Regions from separate parts of the Hordeum vulgare genome. Here region 2 is linked to region 1. The links are chromatin contacts, called in public Hi-C maps. All regions are on one chromosome and are shown on one strand. The core of a region is the stretch at or near the end of the contact, and the rest is flanking DNA. Distances in the headings are between cores, read along the strand shown.

Region 1 (2,700 bases), core at 30-2,529:
GGTTCGATGCATACACAGTGTTCCACTGTTGCTGCCGAATTGACGCCTAGCCTAGCTAGGGTATGTTTGCTTAGCCTTCCTAGTTCCTAGCTAGCAGTCGGGAAATCCATGCCTATCTTGCCTAGCCGCGGCAAAGGAAATACCTCCATATCTTGTTTGAGTTGGAGATGCAAAGTCCATCTTTCAATTATGAAATGAAACGCTCATGAAGAGAACTTTTTAGTGCGATTGTTACGGTACGGATATGCTTACACAGTAAAAGTCTTGCTGGCACTGAAAGATCGCCATCGTCGGTAGTTAGAAAACTGAATGGGGCCCGGGGTCCGGGCCGAACAACCGAGGATGGTTCCATTTGATCGATGTCCTCGTGACTTCTGCGATGGAAAGATCTCCATCGCCCCTCTGCTCTTTTTCTCCAACACATACAGATGCATCCGATGTTTCATACTGTTTCCCTTCACCGGCCGTGCATCTTTTCAGGTGTCTGCTTCACCTGGGCTCCATGCATGTGGAGGCCTTAGATTCACGTACTCCCGCAACAAGTTGCATGCATGATGGATCAGCATCAGGACTTCATGCGAAATAATCTACTGCTGCTTGCCTGGATATTTTCCTGATTGATCGATCTCATATCATTCTTGCAGGCCGTTGCAGGCGGCACAAGGGATTGTATTGTGCGATGTACGCTGCACGGTTGTGATTTTGCTGGGGTCAACTGCATGCCAGTCCCGCTACCGGCCTCTAGTTTATCATTTGATGCAGAGTCCAGACGGTGTTGGCGGACGAGCACGTGAAACTGTCTTGCTGGTGCCATGATGCGCTCCCATGGACGGATCTGCTTTTCTCAAGCCCGCAACTTGCAGTATCTGATGCTGGCCATCTACTGTAAACGTACCATCGAATACAGAAATGTGTAAGCTGCAGCTGCAGGTTCCCTTGTGTCTGTTGGTCGATTGCGTTTTGTTTAAATCGCTGCAGCATGCAGTCTCATCGGAGTTCGTCGGATGGATCTCACCTGACCTGACAGCAGAAGCTAATATACAATTCCATTTCTTATATCTCGATCGGCATGTACACATGGTCTATTGTTCTACTCTATCGATATAATTAGTGCTAGTATATGGAGTAGCTAGATAGCCATTAACTCTTGTGTGACATGGATGGTTCCGGCAAGCTGTTTTTTGTTGTAAAAAGGTGGTACAGTATTGTTAATGACTCGTGAGTGGGGACTGGGGATGGGAAGGCCGCCGTCGACATCCATGGAACAGTGGCTCGATCTACATCCATGGGTACAATACCAGAGGAGAGCTTGATGAGACGCAGAAAAGCTAGATCTCTCGACAAGGACCACAACCAACTTTCTTTTGACAATACCAGATAAGAAAGCAGTGGAGCCTCGTCTTGGTTTTTCAAGATTGGAATGACGAGCGGTCGGGTGAGTTATATACGGTGGTAAAATTCACTGTTTTAACCTTTTTCAAAAAGTTAAACAGGATCTGAGTTCGGTTTGGAATTTTTTTTGGATCTGATCCTTTTGCTATCGCTAGATCCCTTAACAATAGGGTATAACAACCTAACGTCGAGGCCCCTGACGATAGGGTTGCACGCCTACCATAAAAAGATATGTAAGTTGCGGACACACTGCGTGCGAGTGCCTACCGTCGGACCCCTTGGCGGTAGGGTCACATACGCTACCGTCAGCCTCTCTAGCGATAGACCATTTTTCTACCGCCAGGGGCCTCCGCGGTAGGTTGTTATACCTTACCGTGAAGGGCTCTAGCGGTAATAAAGGGTCAGATCTATTTTTTTTCTTCAACCGGGGTTAAATCCAGCTAAACTTTTTGAAAAAGGTTAAAACAGTAAATTTTACCATATACGGTTCCATATGTTTGGCAACCAGTTATATAAGCTTCAATTGTTGCAGCGAAATTGATCCAGGCTTCGGGGGTCCATAGATCAGTCTACTCGTCCCTGATTAAGGAGATCGGATTTCTCATGTCTCTTTATGAAAGTTGTATTACTCATATAAATCGAAGTTAAAATAAGGTTGGTGATATAACTTAGCAAAATTTGCTCGCCTAGAGGTAGAACCATGACTCGGTTAGGCTTTGACCCTCCTGATGTTTTGGAGCTAGCTGCGATTGATTGCATGAACATTGAAGACGAGTAGTAATACATTATTTTCACCCGCCAACAAAATTTATATACTGCATGTACTCCCAGCGATATCTCGTCACTAGCACAGAGAACATTCTGCAGCAGCCAGCCAGACAACCAATCGGCACCAGATTTACACTCGGTAGCACTGTCCATGGTAGTACTAGTAATGTTCACCATTCTCTTCCGTAACCCGTGGTTACAGTTTTCAGACATATGCACAACTACTGCACGAGAGATTGTTCCCGAGCTTAACTGTTGGTAGAAGTAGTACAAAGGTAAGCCGGCCATCGGCGCGAAATCAGCGGCTACATACAGGATTTTCACCCGTCACATCACAGCCGGTCGGCGGCACCAATCACCTGGTAGGAGTACAAGGTTACCACGTTTATGCTTTCATTCACCGGCCGAAAGCCTGAAATAGGACGTCCCTCACGCTTCATCTCACTGTGGTGATCGTCTCCTCGGATGGGCAGCTTTATGCGGAAGCGCAAGCCAAGTAAGCTGGTGGAGCACACACCCACCAACACACTGCACATGAGA
Region 2 (2,700 bases), core at 103-2,602, 490 kb after region 1:
GATTCTTCTAGACCCCGTGGAATGTAGCGGACCGACGTGGTTTGGGCCGAGATCTTTCCCACCGTGGCCCAAACCAAACAACAAAATAAAACCCACGTGGAACAGTTCCTGTGCTGAAACGACCCACGTGGATTGGGCCGAGATCCTAGGCAAACTACTTGGTTTACCTGCTAACCAAACAAAGCCTAAGATGTCCAAGGGATCAACACATGGGGAGAATGCCATAGTGTGATTTGAGGTCCTGCAAGTGGAGAAGGCGAGGTCTTGGATATGATGAAGACTTTGCTTCACATGTAGTTATTTAGACTTGAATTTCGCGATATGTTCCCGTCCAGACCGGATAAGAGTTCATGTGAGTCTGGTGGTATGTGACTTGTAGTAGTAGCCTCCGCAAGTGGGGGTTGCAGCTTTGGAAGACTACTTTGTTGGTGGTGCTCCTTTGAGTATCTAGTCATGGTTTTTAGGGTGAAAACCCAAGGTTCGGCCTTTATTGGTGGTGCCTCGGAGTGGCCTTGTTGTTGGCATTGTTTTTGGGAACATGGTCTTTTCTTCACGTGATAACCTACAATATTTGGTCTGGCAACAACAACACATGTGCATTGTTTCCTTTCTAGAGGTTGGCACGACATCGCTTGTGCATTATTTCCTTCCTAGAGGTGTTGCTTTGGAGAACCTTCTTTGTAGTCCGGTTGCTTTTTTGGTGGTAGTTATAATGCTGCTACTATGGGTGATGGATCATCGTGATAGGATCTTTTTTTCCTTTTTTTTGGTCATGTGCATTCTGAATGTTTTTTTACATCTTATTCGTGCAGAGTCTGGGTGTAATTGTTATCTGCTTGATATTAATATATTTCCTTAAAAAAACTAAGCATATTTGCATACTTGCCTTTTTTTGGTTGCGATCAGGCATGCACACGATTTAAGTCGGAGTCAAAGTTGCTCTTACATATCCCTATTTACGGACCGGTCCTTCTCTCCGTGAACGATGTGGTGTCCGTTTTGCGGGCTTGGAGATGCATTGGCCGGCTAAATTTTATGTCTTGACCTTTTGGAGAAGTAGATCCAGATCTTATCCTAGTTGGCAAAAATTTCAGAATCTGATCCTTTTCCTGCCGCTGGAGTTCATGACAATAGGGTATAGCAACCTACCGTCGAGGTCCCTGACAATAGGGTTGCAAGTCCTACCATATTTTTTTTAAGTTTCAAATATAGTACACGTACACACCTACCGCCAAACATCTTGACGGTATGGTTGCACATGTTACCGCTAGCCCCTCTAGTGTCGACGAACTTGACGGTAGAAAATGACCAGATCTTAAAATTTTGCAAACAGGATCAGACATGGATCAACTTTAAAAAAAATTCAAAACATGAAATTTTGCGGCCTTGGCCACTTGTACTACGTGGAGAGCCGTGAACGCAATCATCTCGTCACCTTGTCCAGAGAGCGGCGTCATAAAAACACCAGCGACGCGGCTGCGATCCGAAACGGCGCGGGCGGTTGTTACCCCTGTCGGACCGGACGGAACAAAATTTACCTCCTCACTGGCAGCCCGGCCCCACGGCACCCGAATTTAACTCGCCCGTCCACAGCGGAGAACGCTCCGCCTCAGCCTCCGCCAGTTACCACCGGACAGTACACAGTAGAAACCGGCAGGCAGTAACGACACCATCACCATGAGCGCGGCGCAGGCGAGGGAGAGGAGAGGAGAGGAGAGGACATTTTACCGCGATGACAGCAGCGACGGCGACACGAGCACCAACCACCCTTAAGTAAGACGGCGGGGGAAAGGAAAGGGGAGGGAGGCAACAGTGGGTCGCGATTAAGCTGTCGCGCGCGGCAGGGAGTGGCCAACTGCTGGATCTGACGCCACTTTGCTGCTACGACTTCGCCATCCCTCCCCCCTTGCCTCGCCCACGCCGCCCCCCCTCGCAATTCGTCGAGCACCGCGGGCGCGCGGCCCCGATCTCCGCGGCTGCGGCCAATGCCGGCGGCGCGATGAGCGTGGAAGACGAGGTGCTGGGGGAGGAGGAGGCGGAGGACACGGAGGAGCTCTTCTACGAGTCGCTCGACCGCATCCTCTCCTCCTCGGCCTCCTCCACCTCCGCCTCGGACGACGACGGCGGCGGCGACCACCCGCGCCGCAGACGCGGCTACGATGACGCGGCGCTCGACCTCTGGACCTCCCAGCCGGCGCCCATCCAGGAGCGCCGCCACCGGCTGCTCCAGCTGATGGGGCTCGCGGGGGACCCTTCCCTCGCGCGATTCCAGATGGGCCGATCTGCCTCCTACGACGATGTGGGGGATTCTCCCGTCTCGCGGCCCAGATCGGACGGTGCCTCCACCGCGAAGCCTCCGATTGGAGGCGGGCGCTTGCGCTCCACCTCGTCCGACGCGTCAGATGCCAGTGCCACGCTGGAGGCGGTCGAGGAGGACCCAAGCTGCTTGATCAGAAACCTCGACGACGGTAGCGAGTTCGTGGTGAGGGAGGAGTTCGGTCTGCGCGAGGTTGGTACCGGCCGCCAGCTTACCGTGGAGGAGTTCGAGCTATTCATCGGCCGCTCCCCCATCGTCCAGGAGCTCATGCGCCGCCAAAGCGTCACCCACTCCAACCCAAACTCCAATTCCCAAAGTGGCGCCTCCACCCCCATGGAGAGGTCCAGCTCCGGCTCCAGCAATGGCGGGGCGCGTTCTAGGCG

What was found. A called contact is a pair of places that touch in the nucleus more often than the background predicts.
Region 2: a Hi-C map of seedling shows a contact between it and region 1, with 5 times the contacts expected there. The contact joins the promoter of LOC123401719 here to the enhancer-like site in region 1. A contact is called at or near these places in 1 of 6 Hi-C or Micro-C datasets (seedling) and 1 of 1 datasets of contacts at active chromatin or transcription factors (embryo).

Annotation. Positions count from the first base shown.
Region 1 is chr6H:390,146,367-390,149,066 of MorexV3_pseudomolecules_assembly, forward strand. No RefSeq gene overlaps it. Among protein-coding and RNA genes, the nearest start is that of LOC123402585, 240 kb to the left of the region's middle. Within about 2 kb of position 1,280, at least 2 of the 3 cell types and tissues checked have open chromatin away from gene starts, as enhancers often do. A contact at or near this core is called in seedling, where this site is marked.
Region 2 is chr6H:390,638,332-390,641,031 of MorexV3_pseudomolecules_assembly, forward strand. LOC123401719 (WD repeat-containing protein 44-like) reads left to right here and starts at 1,353. Exons shown (of 7, transcript XM_045095576.1): 1 at 1,353-2,700. The coding sequence starts at 2,000.